Regions from separate parts of the Mus musculus genome. Here regions 2, 3 and 4 are each linked to region 1. The links are chromatin contacts, called in public ChIA-PET and promoter capture Hi-C maps. All regions are on one chromosome and are shown on one strand. Each heading gives the region's core, a stretch centred on a gene start, on an enhancer-like site or on the middle of the called end of the contact. The rest is flanking DNA. Distances are from core to core; before and after follow the strand shown. Region 1 holds the start of Slc9a7 (solute carrier family 9 (sodium/hydrogen exchanger), member 7). Region 2 holds the start of Araf (Araf proto-oncogene, serine/threonine kinase). Region 3 holds the start of Zfp182 (zinc finger protein 182). Region 4 holds the start of Syn1 (synapsin I).

Evidence for each region. Promoter capture Hi-C pulls out the DNA fragments that hold promoters and counts their contacts. ChIA-PET counts read pairs in DNA pulled down with a chosen protein or histone mark.
Region 2: a contact with region 1 is called in an RNA polymerase II ChIA-PET map of memory CD8 T cells, with 6 read pairs. The contact joins the promoter of Araf here to the promoter of Slc9a7 in region 1. A contact is called at or near these places in 1 of 39 promoter capture datasets (pre-B cells) and 1 of 115 datasets of contacts at active chromatin or transcription factors (memory CD8 T cells).
Region 3: a promoter capture Hi-C map of liver shows a contact between it and region 1, with 2.6 times the contacts expected there. The contact joins the promoter of Zfp182 here to the promoter of Slc9a7 in region 1. A contact is called at or near these places in 2 of 39 promoter capture datasets (both in liver).
Region 4: a promoter capture Hi-C map of stem cell-derived epiblast-like cells shows a contact between it and region 1, with 3 times the contacts expected there. The contact joins the promoter of Syn1 here to the promoter of Slc9a7 in region 1. A contact is called at or near these places in 2 of 39 promoter capture datasets (hippocampal neurons and stem cell-derived epiblast-like cells).

The regions. Positions count from the first base shown.
Region 1 is chrX:20,290,451-20,293,463 of GRCm38.p6, reverse strand. It overlaps Slc9a7 (solute carrier family 9 (sodium/hydrogen exchanger), member 7), which reads left to right and starts at 1,637. Exons shown (of 17, transcript NM_177353.4): 1 at 1,637-2,104. The coding sequence starts at 1,780.
Region 2 is chrX:20,847,254-20,849,953 of GRCm38.p6, reverse strand. Araf (Araf proto-oncogene, serine/threonine kinase) reads right to left here and starts at 1,411. Exons shown (of 16, transcript NM_009703.2): 1 at 1,335-1,411; 2 at 1-27.
Region 3 is chrX:21,060,562-21,063,309 of GRCm38.p6, reverse strand. It overlaps Zfp182 (zinc finger protein 182), which reads left to right and starts at 1,272. Exons shown (of 5, transcript NM_001013387.2): 1 at 1,272-1,416.
Region 4 is chrX:20,919,630-20,922,329 of GRCm38.p6, reverse strand. Syn1 (synapsin I) reads left to right here and starts at 1,412. Exons shown (of 13, transcript NM_013680.4): 1 at 1,412-1,917. The coding sequence starts at 1,541.

The sequences.
Region 1 (3,013 bases), core at 388-2,887:
GTCAGGTAAATCTTGTTATGTTGCCCAGGCTAACCTTGAACTCCCTAATTCAATTCCTCTCACCTCAGCCTCTGGAGTAGCTGTGATTATAGGCATAGAGACACCATACCTGGGGAAAATCAGTTGAGTGGATTAGTCTGTGTTAATTGGAATCAGAACCTTTGGGTTGCATAAGATAGTTTGCAAATATAACTATGTGTGGATAACAGTGTGTTTTCTTCGGTATATATTTATGAATAGGTGGGTGAGACTTTTCATGCTCTTCCCAAGTCAACTACTTTATGTGAGAATTAGTCTTCTGGTTGTCTGCTGTTAGAAGAAACCATTTTCAAATAGCATGGTCAATTAAAATAGGTCCAAATATTTCATTATCTCAGTTTGAGGCATGAACTATGCACAGTGAGGTGGTTCTTGTTTGCAGTGTCTCATATATTTGTGGAGGAGTAGCAAAAGATCCTGGCTAAAATCAAGATGAAGAGATTCCATGGTGTGAAGAAGGTACTATGCAGTTTTGTCTAAATGTTCACCTAGAGAGGATGTAGGTATGTTCTGAAGAGTTTCCCTGTGTCCTTCAGTGAATTCTCCTGACTGTAAAAACTCCTCTGGCCAAAAAAGCATGGGCAGTTGGTAGGGATCTCAGAGAGAGATTCAGCAAATAGAATGCTCAACATCAGGAGGTGACTGATCATATTAAGCTTTCTTTTCTTCCTTGACTTGAGAAACAAGGTGGTTGCTCTAGTTAGTCTAGAGAATAACTATTCTAGTTATTAGAATTTCTTCCAAAAGCTTTTGTCTTCTGAAGACCTTGTCCTAATTCGGAGCTGGGCTTGATCCTAAAAGCTTAACTAAAGCCCCCCCCCCCTTGTTTTCAAAGTTAACAGGAAGACAGCATTAAAAGGGTACCCTTGGTACACCATCTGCAGCTCTTCTACACAAAATGGCAAGAGTCTTTAGTTCTCTCTAATTCAACCCTCTTTCCCCAAGGGGATTAGTTGCAATCTAGATGCTGGAGGTATTTATTTCATGGCTCTCACGAATTGCCCTTACAACCCTGAAGCTGACTTGAACACAGTTTATTTGAATAATGCCTAAAAGACTCTGGGGAGTTCTGAAACTCTGGATACAGCCCGAAAGGTGAGAAAAATTGAAGTAGGTGGTGTGTATGTGTGTGTGTGTGTGTGCGCGCGCGTCCGTGTGTATAGACAGTGACATGACTTTGTAACTCCTGGGTACCCCCACTTTACTGGGCTCAGAGAGGCCACAGACCCCTGTGACTTCAAACTCTGAGCGTGGCGCTAAGGACAGGTCTGGAGACCTAGCAATGAATTGATCCAAGTTGATGTCCCTTGCCAGGAGCGAATGACCTCTGCCATCTCTTTTAGGTGACGTGGTAGCTACAACTCAGGAACTGGCTTGCCGACCCCAGACAGTCTGACCAGGTACGCTTGGACACGGCCAGCAGCTCGGTGGCGCAGTGGAAGGGCTAGCCGCCCTCCTGGCAGAGGGAGGATAGAGCTCGCCCCGCCCGGACAGCCAGCCTGGTGGCCTTGCTGCTCCTCTAGGCGGGGGATGAACAGGTGCGCGGGCGGGGGGTGGCGCTTGGGGATCCTGCGCACTGCGCGTGCCCCTCCCCCGCAGCTTGGCGCAGCCCTGGCCAGGCGCGAGCAGCGGGAGGAGGAGCTGCGGCTGTGGCCACCGGGGTAAGTCCGCGGCACCGCTGGAAGCTGCCGACGGCGCGAGCTGGTCCCCGCGTGGAAGAGGCACGGGCGACCCGGAGTCATGGAGCCTAGTGACGCGGCGCGCCCGGGTCCCGGGAGAGCTTTTCGGGGGCTGTCGCCGCGGCTGCTGCTGCTGCCACTGTTGCCTGTGCTGCTGGGTCGGGGGCTGCGGGCTGGGGCCGCGGCCTCCTCTGGGGCGGCGGCTGAGGACAGCAGCGCCATGGAGGAGCTTGCCACCGAGAAGGAGGCGGAGGAGAGCCACCGGCAGGACAGCGTGAGCCTGCTCACCTTCATCCTGCTGCTCACCCTCACCATCCTCACCATCTGGCTTTTCAAGCACCGCCGGGTGCGTTTCCTTCATGAGACCGGGCTGGCCATGATTTATGGTGAGTCCCCTGCTACTGCCACGGCCCAGGTCCCTAGGGCAGCTGGCCGTACTCCTCCCGGTGCCGCGCAGTGCTCCTGCTTCACTTCCAAATGAGTTTCTTCATTTGCGTTTCCCGCTGAGACGCTGTGGGTTTCCAAGGTCAACTGTCTGCATTTTTCTGGCTTTCTGCAACGGTTAAAAAGCATTTTGTGTGTGTGTGTGTGTGTGTGTGTGTGGGGGGGGGGGTGTTCCCGTTTCGACGTTTCTTTACTAGGAACTAAGATGAAAGATACAGAGGTGGCTCCTTGATCCCTTTGCTTCATTTTATCTCGGTTGTGCTGCTCTCCATCAGCATTGATTCCCCACTCCCCGCCCCAGTTTAGATCTGCAAAAGGTATTGGGGGATTTCCCAGGGAGCTGTGCCACCCCAGGGGACAGGCCACAGAGCGTGAGAAAGAGGGCTGAATGTAAATCTTGACTTGGGTTGCTCATGGTGGTCATCGCAGGTTGGTGCCCACTTCTGATGTTTGTGTTCTTTCATTTCTTGTTAATAAAGTGCAATGAGGAATACAGAGAAAGATGAGCGTGGTTTAGGACCCAGACTGATGACACCACAATGTCAGGCCTAACTAGAGACAGGTACCCTTATGTCTCATTGGGAAGTTATGCCTTTTGCAAGTCAAGGGTAGCTCTTATAACCCTAAAATATAACATACATTTCTGAGTTCGTGGAGAGAAAAGTGATGGTTTTAATCTTGGAGTCAGTCCTCTTTTGTTAAGGATGGGCTGATCCCACTATCCTTTCTGGATTTAGTGATTTAGTAGTATACAGCATATTACATGGGCAAGGCTAGGACATGGATAATAACAGCCACAATCTGAGTCATCCTGTTTTCTCTCTGTGTGCCTCCTGTCACCTCCACCCCCA
Region 2 (2,700 bases), core at 162-2,661, 560 kb before region 1:
TAGGACTGGGCAGCTGCCATAGGCCTCCTAGCAGAGGACAGAGGAGAAATTCAGAGGTCTAGTAATGACAGCCTGAAAGCAGAGTGGCAGAGGACATATAAAATTCCATCTCCAAGTTCCCACTGTTCCCTAAATCCCACTTTTTATGAACCAGCCCAATGATACTAACCCTTCTCTGCTGAGAATCTCCTATTGCTTATGTCATAGTTGAGTACCAAGATCTGAGACTCACTGCAGTGAGGAGACAGTGCACACGGTTCTGGACAGTGCAGAACACATGACTCTCTAGAGATTAATGGGGAAGCCATTATGTACTGCACTGAAAAATCACAGGTCTCAGGCACACAATGGAAATAAACAGGCTGTCTTAGCTTCAGAGAATGGGTAATCAGACACAGACAGGGGACAGGAAAATGGAGGATCATCAGACCTTGTTTTTAGATTGAAGGAAATGAAGACAGTACCAATGACCTTAAAAGGCACTGTGGGTATTCCAGAGCATAAGCTATAAGGCTAATGGTAGAATCAAAGGTACTGTCAGGTAGCTAATAGAGGTCACCAGACCCTCTAGAGTCCACAGAGGTTCGCCATACCCTAGACTAAAGAGAGATGTAATAAGAGTCACTACAGACTGTGAAAAACAGCTGGATAACAGACCACATTACACACTAAATCAAATGCAGTGGCAATGATGGCTCATCAGAAAACACTATCAAGAGGAAAGGCAAAGGAAGACAATGGTATCCAGATGAAGAAGATGGAGGTGAGGTTGGGGGAAGGGTTTCCAAAAACTGTACCTGATAACTACTGGGGGTCACAAACAGATTACTGGTGTAAACGCACTGTGAAATCATGGAAAGGGATTAGGGTGAACTAGGGATAATGAGGTAATCGTCAGACATCTTCCTAGGTGGCGTAGAATATGAAGGGCAATAAGGAACCATGGGAGAGAGCTGCATCTCCTGGACGTCGTGAGGAAACGTCATTAGACATTTTAAGGGGTTTAAGAATTCACCTTGGAATTTCGCACCCAAGCCCCAGACCCCAGACCCAATTTGGCTCCGTCCCGCCCTCCCCAAGGGCTTCAAGCTCTGTGCAGGTGCACTGCCACGCGCAGCAAGCGAAACCACCACTGCAGCCTGCAGGCCGACTCCTCCATCCACTCCCACGGTCGATGACGACGGTCTCGCCCTGGTCAAACCACTCCTTTGGTTCCGGGCGGGAGAACGCTGAGATTCAGACGGAAGCATCTTGGAGCTGAGCTTTCGGTCTGGACTTCATACCCGGGTCCCGCAGCCGCTCCAAAACCCGAACCCTACCGGGCCTGCCCTCACCTGTCACACCGCTACCACCACCACCGCCTCCATCTTGGGCTTGTCTTCTTGTTTCCTCTCAGTCCACCGCCACCGTCCCTAGGCTTTTTGCTATTGGCTCGCTGTGACTCGTCTCTCCATTCTTATTGGAGGATGATCATGCCCATCAAGACAGGGCCAGCGGAATGTGGGTCGTGTTCCGGATTAGGAGGGGTGGGCTCAAATGGCTGTCTCTAGGGCAAATTCGCCTGTCCTGATTGGCGCGCAGGCGCAGTCAGGGCGACTACTGCGTTTTAAGGACTTTAACCCTAACCGTGCTATAGAATAAAGAAGCTTGTCTTTTTTTGGTGTGCGTGTCAGAGGCACGACTCCATTTCAGTTTTGTATTTTCTGGCCATTTAAGACTGATCTGAGCAAGAGAAACCCTTAAATGCAATTTGGCCAGTAGTGTAAAGCACATTTTAAAGGACTATTCATATATCTTAATTTGATGGTCTTTAAAACAGGGTGGACTCAGACTAAATGATGTTCAGTATTTACCAGCTCTAAGAAACTGTAGTCATAACTTTTGCTAATTAGCGGATCCGTGCTGGAGGTCTGGCTCTAGGGAGGGAGGAAAGGGGTTGAGGAATTTGAAAGACAGACCACAGCTGGCTAGGTGAAGAAGGGAGTGTTGTTCTGGAATGCAATCCTGTGGCAGCCATTTGTGGACATATTTTAGGATGAATATAATTCTTAAACTGAATTTACCCAGGCATCAGAATAAGAAAAGGCACAGACACACACATGTGTATGTACCTACATTCTTTTTTTGGAGCATTTCCTTCAGAAAACTTTTATTTTCTCTGTCTATTGGAGATAGATAGATAGATAGATAGATAGATAAATCTTCCTTAAAAGCTTAGTTCTAGGGTTGTAGCTCAACAAGAGAATGAACCACAAAGCCCTGAGTTAAATTCTCAGCACCCTGCCCCTCCCCAAAGAGTATGGCAGTCTCTTGCCAGTTTTACAACCACAGAAAATTTTCCTAAAGGCCTTGAAACCATCTCTTTCAAATGTAACAACACCCCTATCTCCCTGTCTGATGCAAACTTCCTCTATGTGTCCAGCTCAAAGTTGTTCCTTCTTTCTTCTAAGATATGAGTCTTGGTTTTCCTTTGGATATAGTTAAGTAACAGATGGCCACCCTGACTACTAGATGAATTTAAGAGAAACTCTGTGTCCCAAATGGTACCGTCACGTTTTCTTACTTCAAAACGAGCTAGTAGTTATTTTGAGAACCTGTATGTAATGGGCTGAGTCTGTTGGTTCTATAAAAAGATAAGATTTCTTTCTTTAAGTTCTTTGCAAAAACAGGACAAGAAATAATTTGAAAATCAATCAATCA
Region 3 (2,748 bases), core at 23-2,522, 770 kb before region 1:
ATATTCCCCTTCAAGTTGCAGGATGTTCTTGAGTTCTCCAAGTTTTGTGGTAGCAAAAGCTGTGGTACAAACGTGGGCAGTGGTGGCGCTCGCCTTTAATCCCAGCACTTGGGAGGCAGAGGCAGGCGGATTTCTGAGTTCGAGGCCAGCCTAGTCTACAGAGTGAGTTCCAAGAAGGACAGCCAGGACTACACAGAAAAACCCTGTCTCGAAAAACAACAAAACAAAACAAAGCTGTGGTAAAAACTCCCAACTAAGCCATTTCGAGGTTGTGCTGCCACCTGCTGCAGCCATCACTTGCCACCAAACAGGGAGAAAAAAAAAATTGCCAAAGACCAGTGACTGAAAATCTTTTACCCTGCCCACTAATCCTGTCTGGGAAAAGGCCCCCAGCCAGCTGTTGGGTAACACGAAGAGGTGAGGGTTTTATTTGGGCTATCCTGCACCATTTTAAAAGAATAGTTTTTTATTGAATACACTGCAGGGGTGCAGTGAAGTGGGCGGTAACTAACTGCTTGTAGATTTATATGTAATTTTAAGCTCGGTATACAATGTTAGGTTGCTCCGTCTGTTTTAATAAATAAAATATGATGCCCTGTCTCTGGTTTAGAAAGTCCTATACCATGTAGTCAATAACCACACCTTCTCATTCCCAGCACAATGACTGCTTTCTCTGGAAAGGTGAAGGCATTGTCAGCCACCACTTAAAACACTACTTTTCCCACTGTGTGGCCCTCTATGGCAGTAAATTCTTAAGTTTGTTGTTTGAATTGTCTTATGGTCCTTTAGATACTAAAATGCAAACTCCCAGTACTAGACAAAAGGATGGAGCCAAGGCTTTTCCCTAAACTGGTATTCAAATCACTTAAAGAGGTCGCAGGCCTGCATTGTCTTGTTAATTACACCTGTACCCTGTGGCTACTCTCTGAATTCACCACAGGAATTCGTCCTTGTTTTAATAATTTTCTTAATTGGACCCTCCCATTTTCTGCTGTATCAAAAAAAAATGGCGCCTGACGTCCTTAGAAACTGCTAATTTCTGCAAAACAAACACCAGCTTTGTCAGGAGACTCGGGAGTATAAAAGAAACAGTGGATGCCGTTTGTTTTTTTTGTTTTTTGTTTTTTTTTTCCTAATCGGTGACATCACCGACGCGGCCCACTACCCTCTGCGCCTGCGTTGAGCCTGGTCGCCTTTGCGCGCCATGTTGACTATTGGCGGATGCTGTCTCAAAGGCAAACCTGAGCATGCGTAGAACAAACCGCTGTCCTAAGTTTAGGCGACAGAGACAGCTAGTTGGTCCGATGCGGAAGTGCTTTTCCAGGCCGTTTACGGAAAGGTCTACTCAACACCCTGCAAAAAATCTGGTTGAGTAAAGATGAGGGTCTGTGTTAGACTGGGGTCGCGAGCTGAGTGGTGGGTAGTTCTAAGTGGAGGGAGGTTCGGGTATGTCATTGATGCGAGAGACTGGGAGATGGGATGATGGGGGCTTGAGAGATGAGTAAACGGGGGTCTGCGGACTTAATAGTGGACAAAGTTATGAGGCTAGTTAGGATTAAGTGAGTCGTACTAAACTTTAGCTTTTACACATTTTCTAGCACAGTGATCCCCTCTTTAGATGCGCCCCCTTGTTTCCGTCTTCCAGTGTACAGCTCGCAGGAATCATGGGGAAGAGTGCTGGATTAAATCAGCATTTAAAGACTTCTTTACAGCACCTGAGCTAAACAGCCCCAGTGAGGGAGGTGAGAGAAAAAGGAAAACAAGCAGACAAAAAACGTCATCTGTAGAGCCTTAGCGGCCTTTGGACATTTGGAGGTCTGAGGAGGGATAGACAGGTACCATTTGAATAATAGGTAGAGGCTTATGTTTTAGAGTGTAATAAATAGCATTTGAGTTAAGAATTAACTTGAGGCCGGGCGGTGGTGGCACACGCCTTTAATCCCAGCGCTTGGGAGGCAGAGGCAGGTGGATTTCTGAGTTCGAAGCCAGCCTGGTCTACAGAGTGAGTTCCAGGACAGCTAGGAGAAACCCTGTCTCGAAAAACCTAAATAAATAAAGAAATAAAGAATTAACTTGAAAATAGAGAAGAAAATAGGAGCTAATTTTCCCTTATTTAAATGTCCATTCTTAGACATTCAAGAGCTATATATCACTTAATAGTTAACATTTAATTTATATATTTAAAATGTATGCCTGCAGTTTTATATATCTTATTTAGAAATTTAATTTGGCTTAAGATATTTTTCTGAAACAGTTTTCTAAACTTTGAGTTACAAAATATGTAGATAATACGTGTGTAGTTCCATACATTTTTTAACAACTATAGAGCATTTCATCCTGAATTTCTATTTATTATCATATTACACATTTTCTATGATTGCTTTAGTTTGGCATTATTAAAATCTGTTCTATGTATCTCAGTGGTATAGTACTGGCTTAGCATGCACAGAGCCCTAGGAATAGATTCTATCAGTACTACAAGGAATTGTTGCTGCTGATGTGGTGGCACACTCCATTAATTCTAGTACTTGGGAGTTAAAAGCCAGCCAGGGCTACACAGAGAGATCCTGTCTCAAAACAAAACAAAACAAAAAACAAACAAGCAAACAAAAACCAAACAAAACAAAAAACTTAGAGTTGTCCATACTCTTCCAGAGAGTGGCCTCGCATGTGAAGAGATTTCTGGGCAGATGATTCTGAGTACTGCAAAGCTAATGGTTTCTACTGTTATATTCTACTCTACTCATT
Region 4 (2,700 bases), core at 163-2,662, 630 kb before region 1:
TGTGGCAGACACAGGCTTGATGCTGGAGCCATAGCTGAGAGCTATATGCTGATCCACAGACAACAGACACAGACAGACAGACAGACAGACAGACAGACAGACTGACTGGCTGGCTGGCTGGCTGGCTGGCTGGCTCTGGGCTTGGCATGGACTTTTGAACCCCCAAAACCCACCCCAGTGACGTGCTTTCTCCAACAAGGCCACACATTCTAATCCTTTTAATCTTTCCAAACAGCACCAGTCCCTGGTGACTAAGCATTCAAATATATGAGCCTTCTTATTCAGACCACCAAAATTACTTTATTTTTCCACATGAAAGTATTATGTGGCTTCCTGTCTGCAAAGAGGAAGACATCCATGAACACTAATGACACTGGGTTTGGGCTATGTCCGGAGCAGAGGAATGAGGCCATGTAGACTAAATATGTGCATGTGGAGGAGGCTGAAAACACATCAGAGCTAGCGCTGCAGGAAATGCTTCTGCATTGCATACCCAGAGTTTCCTTGCTCATCTGGGAGTCTGTGTTTTTCCTAGATGTGTGCACTTGTGTGAGATTCTCTGGGTGTGAGTCAAAGTGTTATCTGAATGTGTAATGTGTGCTCAATATGCTCATGTGTGTTACCCTGAGCTTCTGTGTCTACATATATACCTGGATGCCTGTGTGTTCTGTGATGTACATATATATTCTGTCTTTCCTTCCTTTTCTATTTGTGTTATTCCATGTGTTCTTTCAGATTCTCACCACCAAGGGCAAGGATATGTTAACTACCCAAGTGTCCACCTCCGCCTGTCTGGTGATGTTTACGCCACCCCCGTGCTCTTTTCTTTGCCCGACAGAGTTGTTATAGGAGATGTCTCCCCGGGAACACTGCAGGAAGGAGAATTTCTACATTTATGTTCCCCTCTGAGTGTGCTTCTATCCCCAAAATGCCTTCAAAGGTGAAAATCAACACTGGAAACCCAAGTATCTGGGAAGGGCAAGAGTGTGTAAGTGCAAGTTAGCCTAAGGAATAGGAAGAGGTTGGTAAACAGGGTAGGATCGTGGGAGGGAGTTTCGTTACTACAGGTCCGGACCCTCAGGACAAGAACCCCACCCCCACTCCCCAAATTGCGCATCCCCCGCCCCCATCAGAGGGGGAGGGGAAGAGGTTGCGGCGCGGCGCATGCGCACTGTCGGATTCAGCACCGCGGTCAGAGCCTTCGCCTCCGCTGCCGGCGCGCACCACCACCTCCCCAGCACCAAAGGCTGACTGACGTCACTCACTAGCCCTCCCCAAACTCCCCTTCCTCGCCGCCTTGGTCGCGTCCATGCTGCCGTGAGTCCAGTCGGACCGCACCACGAGAGGTGCAAGATAGGGAGGTGCGGGCGCGACCATACGCTCTGCGGCGGCAGAGCCTCGGCGCTGCCTCAGTCTGCAGCGGGCAGCAGAGGAGTCGCGTCGTGCCAGAGAGCACCGCCGTGCTCCTGAGCCCCTCGCGCTCCGCCCCCGCGGCCCACAGACCCACTGCCCCTTGGATCCCCTGCCCCACGCCGCCACCATGAACTACCTGCGGCGCCGCCTGTCGGACAGCAACTTCATGGCCAATCTGCCGAATGGGTACATGACAGACCTGCAGCGCCCGCAACCGCCCCCGCCGCCTCCCTCGGCCGCCAGCCCTGGGGCCACGCCCGGCTCCGCGACAGCCTCTGCCGAGAGGGCCTCCACAGCTGCTCCAGTGGCTTCTCCAGCAGCCCCTAGTCCTGGGTCCTCGGGGGGCGGCGGCTTCTTCTCGTCGCTGTCTAACGCGGTCAAGCAAACCACAGCAGCCGCAGCCGCCACCTTCAGCGAGCAGGTGGGCGGTGGCTCTGGGGGCGCAGGCCGCGGGGGCGCCGCCGCCAGGGTGCTGCTGGTCATCGACGAACCGCACACCGACTGGTAAGCCGCTGTTGCGCCTCCTCGAGGGCCTGGGTACCCAGATGTTTCTACAGTGAATGAGCTATTATCGAGCGCCACTTGTGCGCCTGATATCTGGCCCCCTCGCCCAGTTCCTTCCTTTTAATGATTTGTGCTCAGCTCTCCCTTTAAGCCCCACTTTTACCTCCCCCAAACTAAAATGGGTACAAGGAGCAATTATCTGTTGCCTCTTCTTATTACTCATTCCCAAAAGCTTTTGGCTTCAATATATGCAGAAAGCTTTCAAGGGCCAAATGTGCCCTACCTCCTCTGTCCAGCTCTTGCCTGGAAGGTCTCATTCCCTAATGAGTCTTGTAAGCATTAGCACCTGCATTATACCTCACTGCAGAGCCCTTCCCTGGAAGTCTTTGGCTCTAAGGACTTCCTTGAGCATGTTTTGAGAGCCTGATTCACGCAGTTACCCTCACCCCTTGCCCAAAGGCCATCTCTCTAATGGATCTTGTGAACGTGTATCCAATTGATGCTATATGTCCCACCCCAGAGCCCTCATCAAAGACCTTTCAAACTTGTCTGTAAGCAGTGATTGAATGTGTCTGTTGTGTATTCCACCTCATTTTCTCATCACAAGCTCTGACTCTAATGGATCCTATGAACCTTGACTGAATGCCAAGTCCAGGTACGTGCTCTGAAGGGACCCATTTTCTCTGAAGGATCTAAGAGGCATTAAATGCTTAACATGTACTATTCCTAAACCTGCCTCAAACAAATCATTTTCCAAGCATGAATTCTGTGAGGGTTTTCAAG